Linked DNA regions of Rattus norvegicus: region 1 is linked to region 2. A link is a contact called in public Hi-C data. All regions are on one chromosome and are shown on one strand. Each heading gives the region's core, a stretch centred on a gene start, on an enhancer-like site or on the middle of the called end of the contact. The rest is flanking DNA. Distances are from core to core; before and after follow the strand shown.

Region 1 (3,153 bases), core at 592-3,091, 66 kb after region 2:
TGTGCGATAGGCAGGCCTCATCGTGCTTTAGGGGAACGAGACTTACACACTAATAAATAAAACATTACCAGCGTAAGGACAAAGTGAAGCTGATCTCATCCCCAGTGCTTGGCAGCAGACTTTCTGAGAGGTTTCAGGCTGTGTAGGCTGTGCCATTGCTTAATAGCCCGTATGACAGCAGCGGCCCATCCTGCTTGGGGGTCTGGCATTACCGAGGTGGTGCAGTAGGGGACTTTAATATGCTCGAGCCTCCTACCAGTTGGGGATCTCTTTTTACCCTCAAGGAAAAATAAAAAAGAAACTTCTTTTGAAAAGTTAATTTTTGAAGTTGGATTACTTATTGATATGCCTGCTGCTAATCAAGGGAAAATTTTTTGGCTATAATCTTTTAATTTTTTTAAAAAATCTGGAATAGAAACCATTGCTCATGCTTGGCATTTCATCGGAAACAATCCCCTGTCACAAGGCTTTGGAAAAGGCCTCATCCCTCCTCCCCATCCCCCAAACGCACCTATTTCAACATATCACTCTGCTGACTTTTCCTATTTCTTGTTTCTCTATCTGTGTTATGTTTCTCTTGAACGTTAATATTTTTCTCTTCTCACCAAGTTTCCAGTCTAGAATACTGCCCTACCGCTTTGCTTTGTTCTGCCTTTCATTCTTGTGTCTTTAGAGGACAAACGTGAAGTGTAATGGGAGATGGAATTCAGCAAACACAGGCTGTGGACAGCTATGGTTCTCAGCGGCCTCTCTCCATTCGCTTACCTTCCTTCCAACACAGTGACCACCAACAGATGAATGAAGGGAGTAAGGTTTTTAAATCTTCCCAACCTGGTTTTTTTAGAACGGTATCTTACTGTGTCTTGCTTTACATTTTCCTGCTGATAAAATGGTCATTTCATTTCTTCTTCTGTGACTTACGCTTTACCCAATTTCCCCATTTTAATTACTGATTTGTAAGTTATTTACCTGTCCACTGTACTCTGGCATGTTGGTTTCTGTGCTAGCAACATGTTAGATTAGGTACTGAGGTTTTCGAGGAAATCCTAGCCTACTCAGATCAGGTAATTATACTAACCAAGTGTTTGGTGTTCCAAAATGTTATTGAGGGATCCACGGATTCCTAAGATCTAGGCTGGCTAAGGGGCAAAATACAACAGGAAACTGATTAAGTGTAATGGAACCTTTGTGGAGTCACACATAGCCATGGGTGAAGACTAAATGATAAGGTGAGAACAGGTAGTGAAAGAGTTCCCAAAGACAAGGCGATCTGATAGACCATTAATGGCTTCTTCACTAACGTTATGAAGCTGTTAAGAGCATTTCTATCGCTGCCGCATAGGCAGCAGCTGTTAAAACAGCATGAGGAGGTCCCGTAGTCTGTAAAGATGGAGAGACGGGGCTAGCGAGAATATGCTAATACGGAATAGCAAAGGAAGCCAATCTGGAAGTCCAGTCTAGGCAGTGCTGGACGCTACTTGCTCTGAGCCCAGGATCTTACACTCACAGTTAGATGACAGCTGACTGCGGAAATCGTGTGATACAACCTAACTCATCTCTACGTATTTTTAAAAGCTCGTCCCTCTGATTCCTAGAAGTCGTCTTGAAAACTACATTTCCCAGAAAACCTTACGGCTTCTACTTCCTCTAGATGCGAGCAGTGCGTGATTTCCTGAGTCCGTAAGGGCTTCATCGACTGTGATGAAGAGTAAACTTTTTTTTTTTTTAAACATCTCACTTTTGAGCAAGGGAATCGAGCCAGAGCCTTTGCTCAGAACCAACTTGCCTCGAGGCCCGCTGGGAAATGTAGTAGCTTTAGCTTGTAGTTCTGTGACGCCCTGGTCTCTTTGCTGCAGCGGCAATTGGCAGAGAGGCAATAATCACTGGAAAAGACTGGTGGTTGTCCACGCTGGTTCCTCCCTTCCGCCAGAAGGCGCTGTGGAAGAACGTCTGAGAGTAGGGACAGGGTGTCCCAGAGCAGGGGTTTTCCTTCCATCCATTTATCTTGAGCGTTCCCAGACTTGGGTTTCTAGTAATCACCTTTTAGAGAGATTTACTGAGAAATAGAAAAACTGTAAAACGAGAAAATAATGGCCCTAAATTACTCCCCCAACACCTGCTGTTCTTGGGAAGCTTTGAGACGTTATTAAGAGCTATGGTGCTGTGCACATGAGGTTTGGAGGTAGGTGGGGATCTTTTTAAAGAATTGTATAGGCAGTAACGCCCGCCGTATTGGAGAGGTGGCTTATCTTTCAGGTAGGTATCCCTTGGGCCAACACTGGCGTTGTCCCCAGCCCCCCAGACTTGGAAAACCTCCGCTCTGCCAAGCTGCAGCCCTCTGTTGATTCTCAGTTTCCTGAGGGATGAATAAAGAATTGTTGGCCTGCCCAAGCTAGACAGAAGTACAGTTAGAACTGGGCACTGTCTGAACTACTCTGGTCTCATACGTGCCTGAGGAGCGATCTTTTCTCACCGTGTTGGCTGGCATATTGTTATTTTGAGCCTTGATTTCCTAGCTATCCTGGTTGATTTATTAAGTACTTATTAAAAATGTAAGCGGGCTGTCAGGTATTGTGGAGGTGCCTGGGACAACTCTGAATGACCCCTTCTGCTTGGAATTTACAGTCTAATGGAGGAGTCAGACACCACATAATACAAATGATAAAAGTTTAAGTGTGATAAGAAGCAGGATGCTTTAGGAGAGAAGAGTGGAAGACGGGCATTAGGCTGAGATCAGAGAGGAACTCACTTGATCTGAAACGTGAAGGCTGAGAGAATGGAAGGTTTTTATTTTTATTTTATAAAAAAAATTTTTTTTAATGGCAGGGTTTCTCTGTGGAGCCTTGGCTGTCTTGGAACTCACTCTGAAGACCAGATTGGCCTTGAACTCAAGAAATCTGCCTGCCTCTGCCTTCCAAGTGCTTGAATTAAAGGCGTGTACCACTGCCTCCTGGTTAAGTCTTCCTGGACAGGGTTTCTCTGTGTAGCCCTGGCTGTCCTGGAACTCACTGCGTTGATTAGTTTGACCTTGAACTCACGTAGGTCCTCTTGCCTCTGCCTGCCATTGCTGGGACTAAAGGTGTATGCCACCACACTGGGCTGAGAATGGAAACTCTTAAAGGGCCAACAAAGGAGTAGCTGGGCAGAAGGAAC
Region 2 (3,181 bases), core at 143-2,642:
ACCATTTGGGAAATAATCAAATCCTAGGCAAAATATTTCAGACACTCTTGAAAACTGTCAATATTTAAAATATCTATTTTTTTCCCTGTTCATGAATCTGTTACAGCAGAAATGAACAGTTTTTTAAGGGGTGGAGAAAAAGGCACACACAGCCCGGGAGAAAGATGCTCGGAGATGCCAGAGACTCGCTAGAAACCTTGGCCAGATTACTAATGGTCTATAAAGCCTAATTTGGAGAACACGGGCCTACGAGCTCAAAATTGAATTATACTGCCTTATTAGATCCCACACTCGTGAAACCACAGTCATATTAGTCATAACTCAAACTAGGAATACTCTATGTACACAAATATAAAGTGCATGCTTATGCATTTTTAATTGGATCAAATAAAACTGAAGCTGCAAACAAACTCACATTTCAATTATCTCACTAGTGCGGGGATTTCCTAATAACCTCGTTTTAAAACCCAAGGAGCTGCCGAACCCTCTGCACATCTGACAGGCATGGTCCCTAGAAATTTTAGGAAGGACATTCTCCGTTACTTCTCAATAGAGAAGAAAAATAAATGCCCTGAAGGGAGCAGATTTTTTTTTAATATTGCCTCCCTCTCTCTAATTTCTTTGCAAGCTCTAACATGCAATCTAATAACGCACCAAACTTGGCAGCGGGGTAGCTTGGTGGCTTGGAGTCTTCAGGGCTCCAATTTTCGGGGCGAGTGCGCGCTAGTGCATGAGGAACGGGCCGGAGGGGCGCGCGACCCGGGGACGCGCCAGGTCCCCCGCCCCCTCCCGGAGCAGCAGCCTGGCACCGGCCCACCCTCCTCCACCCCTGCAAACAGACGCAGGACGCGGAGCGGAGCAACTTCTCCGCGGGGGCGGTAGCGGCTGGCGGGCGGAGGGGCGGCCCTCGCGCGCCGTGGGCCGCCGGGGTCCCCTGGGAGGCCTTGGCAGGCCCCGCCCCGCCGCAAAGGCCCGCGTTTGGGGTCTGAAGCGGGACCCCAAGCCTGGGCGCGCGGCCCGCAGCGGCGCTCTCCCAAGGACGGCGAGCGGCCGGAGCGCGCGGCAGCCCAGAGGGGCGGACGCCAAGCCCCTCGCCTCAGGCCTCGGGGCCCTAGGCATGGCGATACGCCCGCGGCCGCGCTCGGACCCCTGCCCGGCCGGGCCTCGCGCCGCCGCGGCCCCTCAGCCCCGCTCCATTCATAGGGCAGCCCCATCCCGGCCAGCGGGGCGGAGACAGGGTCCCCGCGGGCAAGGCCAGTCTGCCGGGGTCAGGCAGGAAAATAAAAAGTTAAGAGAAGAACTTACCTAAAATGGCTCCTGCAGCAGCCAAAATACAAACAGCTATTATTTGGTGAAGTTTAGCTCAGACACCCTGCAAGGACACCCTAACCCAGCTCGGGCCCGCCTTCCCTGCCACGCCATTGGGCTTCGGCTGCCCAAAACACAGGCTCATTGGTCATCTGGGCTGCTGATCAGACTGAAGCCCGTTTCAAGCTTGCTTGCAGGAGCGAGTGATGGGCTCGCTCCATTGTGCTCGTATTTGCATGGATGTGATCGCAGCGCTGATTGGTCGATATCGGAAAAGCCCCGCCTCGTAGCATAGCTCTCCCCGCCTTGCAGACAGCGCAGCTCCCGGCCCGCCCCCCCGGAACGAAGCGGCCCGACCGCGGGGGCGGGGCGGGGCTGGGGTCCCACGGGCGGAGGGGGCGGGGCGGGGTACAGCACTCGGTGGCTTGCAAGCAAGGGGCGAGGACCCGAGCGCTGGCAGGCGGCAGGAGCTCAGCCTGCAGGTGGAGGTCTCACAGGTAGTGGGCAAGCAAGCTGGAAAACTCGGTATTGGCTCTCCGGAGGTGGGAGAAGATGTACTGGGGTCCCACGGTGCAAGAGTCCCGCTGGCGCCCAGATCCCGCAAGGCGCACGCGAGGAGAGGTGAAGGTCCCAACGGACAGAAAAAAGAAGATGCTGAGAGACCAGGAGAAGCGAGGAGCCTGGTCGTCAGTCTCCAACTGCTTATACTGCAGATCCTCCTGGCTCCCTAGCATACTAGGAGCTTCTTCCCAGGGCCCTGCACACCCCGGGAGTTTTCCAGCCCTGAGGATCCTGCAGCACATTGGATATGCTTCAGTAACCATCAGGAGTGGAACCATGGTGTGTTTATTTTCGGGCCTATCTCCACTACCATCCTTGTAGCATCCTCAAGGACAGGGCCTAGCATATGACAGAGATTCAACCAATTGTTATCTTCCGTAATTCGTTTTTTTAGCAGCTAATTTTTAAGTGCCCACTAAATAAATACCTGACATTGATCTGAGATGGAGGATGTAGCGGTCAATAGGACAAAGCCCATGCTCTCACCGAACAGGCAAAAGAAAGGCAATAAATAAAGTAAATAAATGAATACAGAGGCAGGTAGTGATAAATGCCATAAAGAAAACAGATGGCGGGAGGAAGGACATCAGACCAAAGATGGGGGAGGAGCAATTAGGGCAAGGAGGAATCTAGAGCCTGCCCTGCCTAACTGAATATTCCTCATAGCATCCTTCCTAATCTGGGACCCGGTGGTCACTTTTCCTCTTCACTCCTGCTTGCCCCGTCTGGAGTGTTTCCCTAGTGAATAATTAAAGAAAAAGAAGAAAAAGGAAACTGGTTGGACTCTGACTTTAAAAGCTCATTTTGCCTTCGTTAAAGCAGGGAGGGATACTCTGAATCTGACTCCAAAAGCAGTTTGTCAGAAGTGTTTAGGATGAGAATGGTTTGAGTGTGTCAAGGGTAATCACAACGTTAACAGAACCTCTCTGTACTCCCTGAGAGAATATTTTTAGCTTCTTAGAGATACTAGTTTTCCTATGTCTTTCAGCCAGTGGCCCTATTCTCTTCTTGTTTCTTGTACTGGCTAGTTTTATACCAACCTGCTAACACAAGCTAGAGTCATCAGAGGAGGGAGCCTCGCTCAGACTGTAGGCAAGGCAGTAAGGCATTTTCTTAAGTAATAATTCATTGGGGAGACCCCAGCCCATTGTGGGTGGTGCCAACCCTGGGCTGATGGTCCTGGATTTTACAAGAAAACAAGCTGACCAAGTCATGAGGAGCAAGGCAGTAAGCAGCACCCGTCCATGGCCACTCCATCAGCCCCTGCCTTCTGATTCCCACCCCTTGTGAGTTCCTGCCCTCACTGCTTTTG

Evidence for each region. Hi-C and Micro-C count contacts between places; a contact is called where the count stands out from the background.
Region 1: a Hi-C map of liver shows a contact between it and region 2, with 2.5 times the contacts expected there. The contact joins the enhancer-like site here to the promoter of Chd6 in region 2. A contact is called at or near these places in 3 of 12 Hi-C or Micro-C datasets (liver, mammary epithelial cells and prefrontal cortex) and 1 of 1 datasets of contacts at active chromatin or transcription factors (oligodendrocytes).

What each region holds. Positions count from the first base shown.
Region 1 is chr3:170,241,455-170,244,607 of GRCr8, forward strand. No RefSeq gene overlaps it. Among named protein-coding and RNA genes, the nearest start is that of Chd6, 66 kb to the left of the region's middle. Within about 2 kb of position 1,842, at least 59 of the 93 cell types and tissues checked have an H3K27ac peak or open chromatin away from gene starts, as enhancers often do. A contact at or near this core is called in liver and prefrontal cortex, where this site is marked.
Region 2 is chr3:170,176,043-170,179,223 of GRCr8, forward strand. It overlaps Chd6 (chromodomain helicase DNA binding protein 6), which reads right to left and starts at 1,393. Exons shown (of 37, transcript NM_001107797.1): 1 at 1,306-1,393.